2 separate regions of the Zea mays genome follow, and region 1 is linked to region 2. Evidence: chromatin contacts called from public Hi-C data. All regions are on one chromosome and are shown on one strand. The core of a region is the stretch at or near the end of the contact, and the rest is flanking DNA. Distances in the headings are between cores, read along the strand shown.

The links. A called contact is a pair of places that touch in the nucleus more often than the background predicts.
Region 1: a Hi-C map of tassel shows a contact between it and region 2, with 2.4 times the contacts expected there. The contact joins the promoter of LOC100278843 here to the promoter of LOC100216769 in region 2. A contact is called at or near these places in 2 of 25 Hi-C or Micro-C datasets (ear and tassel).

The regions. Positions count from the first base shown.
Region 1 is chr8:63,370,184-63,375,581 of Zm-B73-REFERENCE-NAM-5.0, forward strand. LOC100278843 reads left to right here and starts at 1,874. Exons shown (of 3, transcript NM_001151988.1): 1 at 1,874-2,163. The coding sequence starts at 1,970.
Region 2 is chr8:63,193,301-63,199,318 of Zm-B73-REFERENCE-NAM-5.0, forward strand. LOC100216769 (putative dynein light chain type 1 family protein) reads left to right here and starts at 2,372. Exons shown (of 2, transcript NM_001143168.1): 1 at 2,372-2,758; 2 at 2,910-3,481. The coding sequence starts at 2,375. The coding sequence ends at 3,068.

The sequences.
Region 1 (5,398 bases), core at 624-3,123, 180 kb after region 2:
TCGAGGCACCCTTGTCTTCCTGCATCTGCAATAAAGCATGTTCCATTGGTGTTAAAGAAGATTGATCGAGGGGGAGGACAGCCATCGCTCCAACAGAGATAGAGAAGATGATTTATAGAGCATTGGAGCCATGGTGCAGTAGCGACGATGGTGGATCATTGGTGGCATCTACCTCACATAGACAAGGAGCCAGGATGAAAGAGGAGGTAAAGGTGAGAGACGAGAAAGTCAGTTGCAACTCAGTTGCAGCTGAGGACGAGAGGGGAAATTAAATAGAGTTAGGCCTAGTTTGGGTACTCTAGTATTGAGCTTAATCCACATGTATTGAGGTCAATACTAGAGTACTCAAACAAAGCCTTAGTGGGTCCCGATGAGGGAGGGTCCGCAATATAAATATTCTAAAGAAACAGGTAGAATGAAACTGATCTTGTTTGCACCACAACCTCCCCTATGGCCCAACACACGACATGAGCCCCGTGCCATGCCGACATGAGGTCAATTGACGTAGAGCTATGATAGATATGTATCGAGCTTTCGTGGGCTAGGCCACAAGTCATCCATTAGATGTGTTCAATATGAACATGTATAATTTTGACCATCTAAAAATATGATGAAATGATCGTTTACATTCAACATCATGCTCATCCTTTTGCTCTGTAGATTGGGCCATATGGCCAACACGACGAGGATAAAGCTGAGTTGTCAGACTCGAATTTTCACAAACCAACTTTTAGAAATCCAAAACCAAGAGCTATGGAACTAAAAGCTAAAGCTCTAACCAGGCCTAAATCATGCATCAAACTTTCTTTGTCCGCCCAACAATTAGTCCTCCCCTGGTTCGGGCCTTGAGGTTGACGATTTGAGACTCATCAATTAGCCGCTCTTTTTGGAAGTACTCTAATTTTAGAAAATTTAGTGGAGTTGATACAGTAGGTTATTAAGAGCTCCAGAAAATACCAAAACTAGAGTTGTAGACTTTTAGAAACCATTTAGATGAGTTATTTTATTTCTTATCTATATTAAATTTTAAACTGATTAAATTTATATTATAAACTAGCTGTAACTGGAATCTGCCATTGTTTTTTACTTTTTTCCAATCAGCCGATGCAATAATTCGATCCATTAATAATTGATCTATAATCCGATCCGTTTAACCTTTTATATTATAAACTACAGCTGTGTTTTCCAATCAGCCGACTCGATAATTGGACCCATTAGGCCTGTTCGGTTGCTTAGGAATGGTGGTCTAGAACTATTCCTGTCTAAATTGTTTACCTATTTTATATAAGATTTTATCGGCAACGACTATTATGCAAGCAGTCTTTCTGTGCAAGCGTGTAAACAAACCATCAGATCCATCAGATTACGATTCAACCACAGATACAACCATAGTGTGTTAGAGGGTTTTTATAAATATTATTGAGCTAGTGGTGGAAGAGTTTAAGTGTTAAATATGAGCTACGGTTTGATCACGATCTAATGGATCAGTTGATTTCCTTACACGCTTGCACAAAAAGACTGCTTGCATAGCGGTCGTTGCTGATTGAATAATTCTGTGTCCAACCCTGGACAACCCAACATGCCCTAAGGGCCTGTTCGGTTACATCGGAACGAGACCCGGAACTATTCTAGATGATCAATTACTATATAAATTAAACTATCATTCCAAGTGGAATTATTCCGGAGGTTGAATCCGGCATATCCGAACAGACCCTCTTGTTCGTTTAAGTCGGATTACACCCGTAATCGTTCCAGCTAATCAAAGTTTATATAAATTAGAGAAGCAATCCGGATAGGAATTATTCCGACCCACCAATCCGACAGAAACGAATAAGACCTAATAATAATTGATCTATAATCCGATCCGTTGAACCAGTTGTTTAAAGTCGCGCTCGCGCCTTGGCTCGTCAGTCGTCACGACCATGATTTGGTAACTGAAGCAACAGGAAGCCGGCGGTGTAGGCGACCCATGGCGCCACAGAGGAGGAGAGAGAGGGCGGTGGGGGAGGCGCGGCCGAGCTCGTCGGCGCCGACACCGGCGGGGCCGGGGTGGGTCGAGGTGCAGCGCCGGCGGGTGGGCGGCGGTTGGACAAGCCGCCGGATCTCTATCTACGCCTCCCGAGTCTACTTCCTCCTCCTGATGCTCCAGATCCCGCTCTTCAGGTCGGTAATAAATCGCTGGAACACTCCCTCCCATTAACTCCCCGGAGCAATAATCAACCAGAATTTTTGCTTTCTCTGTAAATTGTTCAGTGCTTAGATTTCTGTGACTTACGACTTATCACTGATTGGTACTAGCGGGCCTTTACTTTTCGACTTAATTTTGCACAGGGGGGGGGGGGGGGGGGGGGGGGGGGGGGTTGAACGCTGTATTTCTGATTCATTGCAGTTGTATTTTATTTCAATGCCTTGTCGTCGAACCCTTAAGTGATCCATTCTAATTGTTACTGGTTAAGGGCTTAAAGTATCAGCTTTAGATTGCAAAAATTGCAACCGGTACCTTCAGCTTCCATGTTCCAAGTGCCAACCAACAATTTCCATGTCGCTGAACTCCATCGACCTTGAAAACTTTGAGTACTTCTTCATATTCAACGTTTATGCACATAAACAACAGACTGCCAGCGAGGACATGTTAGACATGTGTCGATTATGCGTGCAGTTGGGTTACCTTACCACTTGAGTTGTATTAGGGGTTAGGATAGAGCTGGAGTTGAATTTTATATTCCAGGGGGCCATAAATGTGAGGCAACCTCTGTTGTAACCATGAGATGAATTGGCAGCTAGTTTGGATGGCGGCGAGACCGTTGGATCGCTTGGATGCCGGTATAACTGCTTTTTTATGGGGAGCTGGTGAGGCATGCTAGTAGCCATGCCAAGGGGATGTAGGCATATCGCAAACCTAGTGAGGTGTGCCTGTTGTCATGCCCCAGGGATGTAGGCATATCACAAACCTCAATAAAAAACATTATGCCTCGGTGTCGTTCTCATTCACATATTTTTCTTTGGTGGTTATGCTTCGGTGCTCTTTGGTGGTTAATAGATCCTTTCGGGTTTCGATCTAACCGTGCTCTCAAACAGGACATGTTATGCATGGTTGCTGTGGAGTAAAACAGAAGCATGGGGTGAAAGGATATTGATTGACTCTGCATGTGATATTTTTTTTTTCAAATCAGTGACTGCAAGACATGAATAATACGACTGCAACACACACAACTAGCATGAGTGGGTTACCTCTGATTGTGCATTACTTATTGCCCAACATACATTTTCTAGATCTAAGGGACCTAGTCCCTGTTCATATATGCTTTGCACAACACAAAGGTTATATAGACTTTACATTCCCAAATTAAAAGATCATGGCCATCTACTCACGAAACCACATGAAACACCACCACACCAGGTGAATTGCTTGACTAACTTGCCTACTCTCAAAGCAAAGTCATTACCAGCATAACACATCACATTCATACAATTCAGTAACAATGAGTTATTCTTCTCACTTGAAAACATGTGCGGCTGAGAGCACACCTTCCGTAAACTTTAGGGCAGAGCTCCTCCAATCTTCTGACCTGCCTGGAGCTTACCAGCGATCATTTTCCCAACAAATTGATGGCAAACGATATGTAATTCAATAAATTCATACATTTTTATAAGTTGTTAATTCGAACCTCCCCTCCTATATGATGAAGAACATAAAATGCAATAAAGTATGATGAAGAACTTAAGATAACCTTCTATTTTTATAAGCTGTACTTTTCTATTTTTAGCTGTTCTTTTCTATTTTTACTTGTCCCTATGTACTAAAGCTTAAAGCATGTATGGTCCATATTCTTCGCCTTCTGACCCTTCCATTTAGTATCTTGAACACATAAGATATTTACATGTCTTCTGGTCACTGTCTCAACTAACTCTCTTAAGTTACATGTAAGTGACACTACATTCCAACTACCCAAATAAATCCTAGTTGGTTCGACTAACTTCTTTACTCTTCATACCCATCGATGATGTGGTGACTCTTACAGTGATTTGAAGTTGAGCGACTTGCTAATTGACACACCTGGGGAACCAGGCGACTAATCGCGATTAAGACGACGACTAGGTCGACTAATCGTGTTCTAGTCGACCTGGTCACCCAGTCGCCCCTACAGCCCCTCCTGCATATTGCAGGACCTATATATATATATATATTGTATATTACGAGCCCTGGGCTTCCAATAACTAGAGAAAGCCCAGGTCGGACGGTGCAATCCGGTCGAGCCGGACCAGGTTCGGACGTCTATAAAAGAAGACCTGAAGTGCTAGGGTTCAGTTTTTCATGTCCCATCCTGATTCATTAGTGACGACGCCCACCCAGGCGCATGCAATGGCGGCGGTTGCCTGAGAGCGTGCGCGACGCGGACCCAAGGTTGGTGGATGCGGTGGCCGTGGCTCCCTGATCCGGACACGCGGTGGCCGCGGTTCCTCGATCCGGAGTAGTGGCGGCGGTTCCCAGGTCGGTGGAGGCGACTCACCGATCCAGAGGGCGAGCGACGGCGGGCCCCTGTGCGGGCAAGCGACGGTGTCCCCGGGGCACCGAGGCGGCGGCACTCCCAAGGCGGATGAGCAAGCGGCGCCCCCCGACGTGCGAGTAGCGACGGCGCCGCAGGAGGCGCGAGGTTCGAGCAGCGTCATGGAAGGCGCGAGGTGCACATATCGACGATCGTGCGTGGCATCCTCCGATCCGGCGTAGTTTGGGCGGCTCGAGTGACGACCTCCATATGTGCTTGTGTCGTCGACGACGTCCTCCGGCGACTACCCCCTCCGATTCGTGTTGTCTTTCGATTATTGTGTTTTATGCCTATCACATGTACTATTTACGCTAAAAATTGTACGATCTTATGCTTGAACATGGAGTTCGTATATCAGTTTACTGCATGCATATTTTTTGCATGCACATTGGAAAGACAATTCCTTGATTTATGCTATTCGTAATTACCATAAAAAATCAAATCATTTATGTTCGTAAATGGTAGGTTTTTACGTCTGCCATAAAACTGTCCCTAATTCCCGCCTGTTCGTAATTACCATAAAAAATCAAATCAAATCACTTATGTTCGTAATTGCCAGATTTTTACGTCTCCCATAAAACTGTCCCTAATTTCCATTGACATTTTTAGTTAGACTGATATTAGGTTTTTTTATCAATTATGCTACACGGTGTCAGTATTTATGCGACGTTGTATAAGTATGTATGCTCCGTGTGACTCATGTCATCCTATTTTTTGCGCGTGCAGTGGAAAGAAAAATATAATCCAACATTTCCGCGCATGCAATGGAAACTCTCACGATTTGCCATTATTTTTGAATCTGTATAAAAATAGAAACTGCATGCATGTGATTCCCATGTTTTACGGATCTG
Region 2 (6,018 bases), core at 1,122-3,621:
AAAAAACGAAGAAGAACACGAAGATGTGCCAACACTATTCTACTCATCTAACAACAAGTCAAGTGTCATTGCCAAGTTCATTGACATTAAGTGTTATGTTGTTAAGGAGAAGATTTAGGATCAAACCATAAAAGCAGGCATACTAGAATTCAGTAGATGCTAGCAGATCCGATCATAAAAGGCCTCCCACCCAACGTGTTCAGACAGTGCGTAGCCGGCATGGGTTTCAGAGAGAGCCTGTGATCTTGAATCACAGGTGCTACAAAATGCAATCTAGTAAAGCTATTTCATTCTGAGGCAGGGGAGCATGTTGTAGTCAACGAGTGCGGTGACTCTTAATCGGTTATCGTTACGTGTTGGTCTTGATGTGTAAACTTGTCGAGGGGTGAACCCAGAAAAGTGAAGTATAATAAAAGTATAGAACAAAGGGGAGAATGTTGGTGTGTCCTCTACACAACTGGTTAACAGTAACCAGGGTAGATCTAACTAACCATCTCCTCAACCCACACCCTTGATCGCGGGGAGGGGGACCTAACCTTATAGTTGCAGCCCTACTTCACCTTGTGCCATATAAAAAGGGATTAGGGACCGGCAGGTTTAGCCAACGCATTAGCCATGCTTGAAACCCTAATACCACACAATCAGAGAGGCTCCCATCGCCTTGGTGTTTGCCATGACCGGAAGTTTTGCTAACCCTAATGGCGGCTACGGACCATGGAGCCCCAAGGGGTCCAGAGACCAAACCACCACCTCTACAGGGCGGCGGCAATGTCCAGATCAAGGCGGCATCGGTGGGATCCTCCTCCACCTCTACAAGACCTTCCTCCACCTCTACAAGCCACAGGATGCCAAGATCTTGCCTTGCCCTTAATCAAGGGCAAGACAGCAAGACGATATGGATTCCTACTTCCCTCTGTTTATGTGTTAACAATGCGTGCGCAAGTATAGATCAACTGTTTATTATTAAGTGCTCTCGGATTTGACTAAGTAGACACCGCAAGATTTCTTAAATCTAGCAGGACAAAGTTTCCAATCCATTTCCTGGGGATGAGAAGCTTGCATGGACTGTCACAAAATTAGATCCTAACTCTACCGACACCTGTATAATACAGTATACTGTGAGCGGCATAGCAAGGTGGTTGAAGACTTGCTGTTCCTTTTCTGTCATAATGATTAGAGATTATGATCCATCAAATCTGGTCTTAATGCAGCAGCAGCAGCTAACCAGCTACACACTATCTTTTCTCCACGATACAGGGCACCAGCTCCATCAGTTTAGCGCAGAATAAGGCAATCTGCACATGGTCTGCGGCTTTCTTTATGTTCAGAAAAAATAAAATTTTGTCCCTTGCTCCCAGTGGCGGATCCAAGGGGTGGGCAAGGTGGGCCATGGCCCCACCTCAATTTTTTAACCCCTTATACCTAGGTTTAGGTACACACCAAAATAAACAAATTTTTGTATAGTTAGCGTGGACAAATCTAATTAAAACTAGGTTTTGATCTATTTTTCTATCGACGCTTCACTACTCAGTCCACTCTTTATCTGAGCCATTTGATTCTCTTCCCTAGCGCAAGCCCAGTCGTGGCTCACTCACTTCTTCGGTCTTCGGTCATCGACTGACCAGTAAGTCGGTGACCTAACCCGCCCGTTGCAGCGCACCTTACCTTCTCATCACTCATCAGCTCGTCGACTCGTCGGGATCCTGCAGACAACGTTGATATTTTGCCTCCTAGTCCGCACCAGCAGATGAGCAAGTTGTTGGTGGGACCGTGGTGTCATATGTCCCTCGCTAACTCATTAGAGTCTCACCGCGTCGTTGCAACACGACAATGGGTGTCGCTTGCCGTCATCTATCGCTACCTTGCTTCCTGCACTCGCTCCTCCTAGCTGTCGTCGTCTCACCAACGCCATCTCACGACAATTTCGATGACTCGCCAGAACGACGCGCCGATGCGGCTGCTCCGCTCTAGTGCCTCGTCCTCAGTCAGTCCACCTATTTTTTCTCTATAGCTCTCCTTTTGGTAGCCAAAAAGGTTTTTTGGTATTCATATCATTTTGGAAACACTAGATATTATCATTTAACATTCATGTTATTATCATTAATCTATATTTATAGTCTAGTCTGGTGATTTGTCTCTTGCACTGTTGGCCCCACCTAGAATTTTGTTCTGCGTCCGCCACTGCTTGCTCCCACCCACTCATTGCAGAGTATCCAAACCCACAATAATCCATTGATTAAGAAGTGCCCGGACTACACGATTCCGCTTGCGTCTGGCACTCCCATGGTGTTATATAGACGGCTTTAGGAAAGCCCATACAGATCCAGAGCCAATAACCATTAACCAGCTGAGTAGCAGAGGCATTGACATAGCAATGGCAGCCCGCCATGGCAGCAGGAGAACAAGGGCAGATCAATGGCTGTTTGGTGGGAAGTGGAGGGGAACCGTAAAGGAGACAAGGCATCCTCCGCCTGTCCCTGAGGCCAAGCTTCCAAATCCCGTTCCCGTTCAGAAGGACGAAGGCGTCTGCCTTGAGAAGCCTCGGGTGCAGAGAGAGGTCGCCGACGTCGCGCCCGGAAGGAGATCTATGCCGGAGATGGAGATCAACATGAAAGAAGTCGTTGCGGTGCTCGGGGTGAAGGTCATGGCTGCAGACATGCCGCCGTTCATGCAGCTGCATGCCTTCCGGTGCGCTAAGCGGTCCCATGACAACTTGGACAAGTTCAGCTCAAGGCAACTGGCCCATGATGTGAAGAAGGTATGCTCGTTCTGATGATATTTGCCTTGCCTTCTACAGAGCCATCCATCAAATTGTTCTGTTCTTCGATCCTGTCTTTCGGATGAGTTAGTTCTTTGTGAAAACAAACTTCAATTTTTCACTCTTCAATTGTTGCTATATATCCAAACAGGAGTTCGATAAAGTGTATGGGCCTACCTGGCACTGCATCGTTGGTACGAGCTACGGTTCCTTTGTGACACATTCCAGAGGCTGCTTCCTCTACTTCTCCATGGACAAAATCATAGTGATGCTGTTCAAGACCAAGATAAGGAAAGTGTTAGCATCCTGAGCAGCCTGTCCATCATGAAGGGCGTGGTCAGTCCAGCTTTTCTATGATACTGACAATTGTAAAATATTGAACCTTATAGCTTGGAGCTGAAGAGCTAACTTGAATCATTCTTGTCTGTGAGTGGCAACTTGCTAACATGGGGCCGTACTGCGGTGCTGTTGTTGTAGACTAAAAAATTAACCGTTCAAAGCAATGATGAATTATTTGCATCGGTGTAGTGTAGGAGTACTTTGCTGAGGCACAGCTCTGGTATGCCAGAGTGCCAGGCTGCATCAGCGATCACGGTCAAGGTCACGTTGTAAGATTCCTGATTGGCAGAGATCTGTTTGCCATAGGGAGGGCCATGCAAAGAATGGCATGGTCACGTCACGCCGTGGACCAAAATCAAATTTTTTTTGGCTTTTACATCGTTTATGCAAGGCCTGTTTGTTTCTTGCAAAATTATATAATTCAGCTTATTTTATATAGATTATATAATCTAGTGTATATAATTATATTTAAAGGATTTGTTTACATAAATTATTAGTGGATAAAAAGTCAAACAATAATATAAAATAAACACTTAATGTTCTGCTTATGGATTATCATAATCTAGATACCTAAATTATATAATTCATTCTGATAATCTATACTATTTATTTGTCTCTTAACTTATTTGAACTAGATTATATAATCTAGAGGATAAACAAACAAGGTTTAGCTCTAAAAGCATAAAGATTATCTCACACAATGAATATTTGTATTGGTCGAACTTGCATACATACACTCTATTTATCACCAAAGGTGGCCTATGGTCCAACCGAACTAATTAACCAGCAAGTTAACTAGCCGATCGGCTAGTGGAACCAACCTGGCCACCAGACCACGGAACTGATCCAATTATTTATTATGTCTGTGCACATCAATTTTGTTAGTGCGATAGTTTGAATCATTTCGTTAGTAGTTTCAAAATTTTTGTTAAATCTTCATGCATTCACTTATTCAGCCCTTCCGTTACAGTTTTAGACATTATGTTACAGTTTTAGTCATTCCATTATAATTTCTGTTACAATTTTAGTTATTCTGTTACAATTACAATTTCAATATTCTATTACAGTCTCGGTCATTCACTCATCCGACCATTCCGTTACAATTTCAATCATTCCATTAACATTTCAATTTAGTTGTTCGGACGGGGGGTCATGGGGGGGGGGGTGCGATGGGTGGTTGCAGCGTGTGGGCTGATCGAGGTGTGGCGGTTGGTGTGCGGGGGTGGGTCGGGCGTGTAGGCTATTCAAATGGTGCTGGTAGTGTGTTTTGGGGGATTTGTTAGGTTGGTCCAGGTGATGGAATCTCCAATCCACCCTATTAGTTACTTACTTTTCATCACAACATGGTATCAAAAACAAGGTAACATAAGTTAGAAGGTTCAGACCTTCTCCCTTTAGTTACCTCTTCTATGAAGGGTAACTCAAGAGTGAAGATATAAAATGATAATGTGGATGAAATAATAATGTGTGATAGAGCAATAAACAGCGTGGTGTGACACTCATCTCGTATGCTCTAGCATTTTTCGTTCCATCTTTCCCCATGTGAACTGAATTTACAAACGTACCTTCGGCTTTACACATAAGATAGCTCGAAGATACTTCAAAGGCTAAACAAGATGAAGCTAAAGGCCCTCGAAAAGGTCCCCTTATGCATGGAACTAGTCACCTATTTATAGGGGAGAGGTACAACTTCATATGAAATTTCAAATGGTTTACAAATAACACAGGGACATTGTCGGGGACCATAATTAGGGGTACCCCAAGGCTCCTAATCTCAGCTGGTAACCCCCATCAGCACAAGCTGCAAAGGCCTCATGGGTGCGATTAAGTCAAGGCTCGGTCCACTCAAGGGACACGACCTCGCCTCGCCCGAGCCCAGCCTCAGGCAAGGGCAGCCGATCCCGGAGGATTCACGTCTCGCCCGAGGGCCCCCTCAAGCAACAGACACACCTTCGGCTCGCCCGAGGCCCAGTCTTCGCCGAGAAGCAACCTTGGCCAGATCCCCACGCCGACCGACCGTATCGCAGGAGCATTTAATGCAAGGATCGCATGACACCTTATCCTGACGCGCGCTCCAGTCCACAGAGCCGAAGTGACCGCAGTCACTTCGTCGCTCCACTGACCGACCTGACAAGAAGACAGCGCCGCCTGCTGTGCCACTCGACGAAGTGAGGCCGGCTGACAGCAGCCAAGTCTGGCCTCGGGCGCCATAGGAAGCTCCGCCTCGCCCAACCCCAGGGCTCGGCCCCCGTCTCGGCCTCAGACGATGGACTCCGCCTCGCCCGACCCCAGGGCTCGGACTCAGCCTCGGCTCCGGAAGACGACGAACTCCGCCTCGCCCGACCCCAGGGCTCGGACTCAGCCTCGGCTCCGGAAGACGACGAACTTCGCCTCGCCCGAGCCCAGGGCTCGGACTCGGCCTTGGCCTCGAACGACGGTCTCCGCCTCGCCCGACCCGGGGCTCGGACTCGACCTCAACCTCGGAAGACAGACTTGACCTCAACCTCGGAGGAGCCTCCGCCTCGCCCGACCTAGGGCTCGGACCGACCACGTCACAGGGGGGGCCATCATTACCCTACCACTAGCTAGCTCAGGCTACGTGGAACAAGACCGGCGTCCCATCTGGCTCGCCCCAGTAAACAAATAATGATGGCGCCCCGCGTGCTCCATGACGACGGCGGCTCTCATCCCCTTACGGAAGCAAGGAGACGTCAGCAAGGACTCGGCAGCCCCGACAGCTGTCCTTCCGCAAGGCTCCAGCGCTCCTCCGACGGCCACGATATCACATGAACAGGGAACCTCTCCGACAGCCACGACGTCATGTACTTAGGGATCTAGCTCCTCTCTGCTAGACACGTTAGCACACTACTACATCCCCCATTGTACACCTGGGCCCTCTCCTTATGCCTATAAAAGGAAGG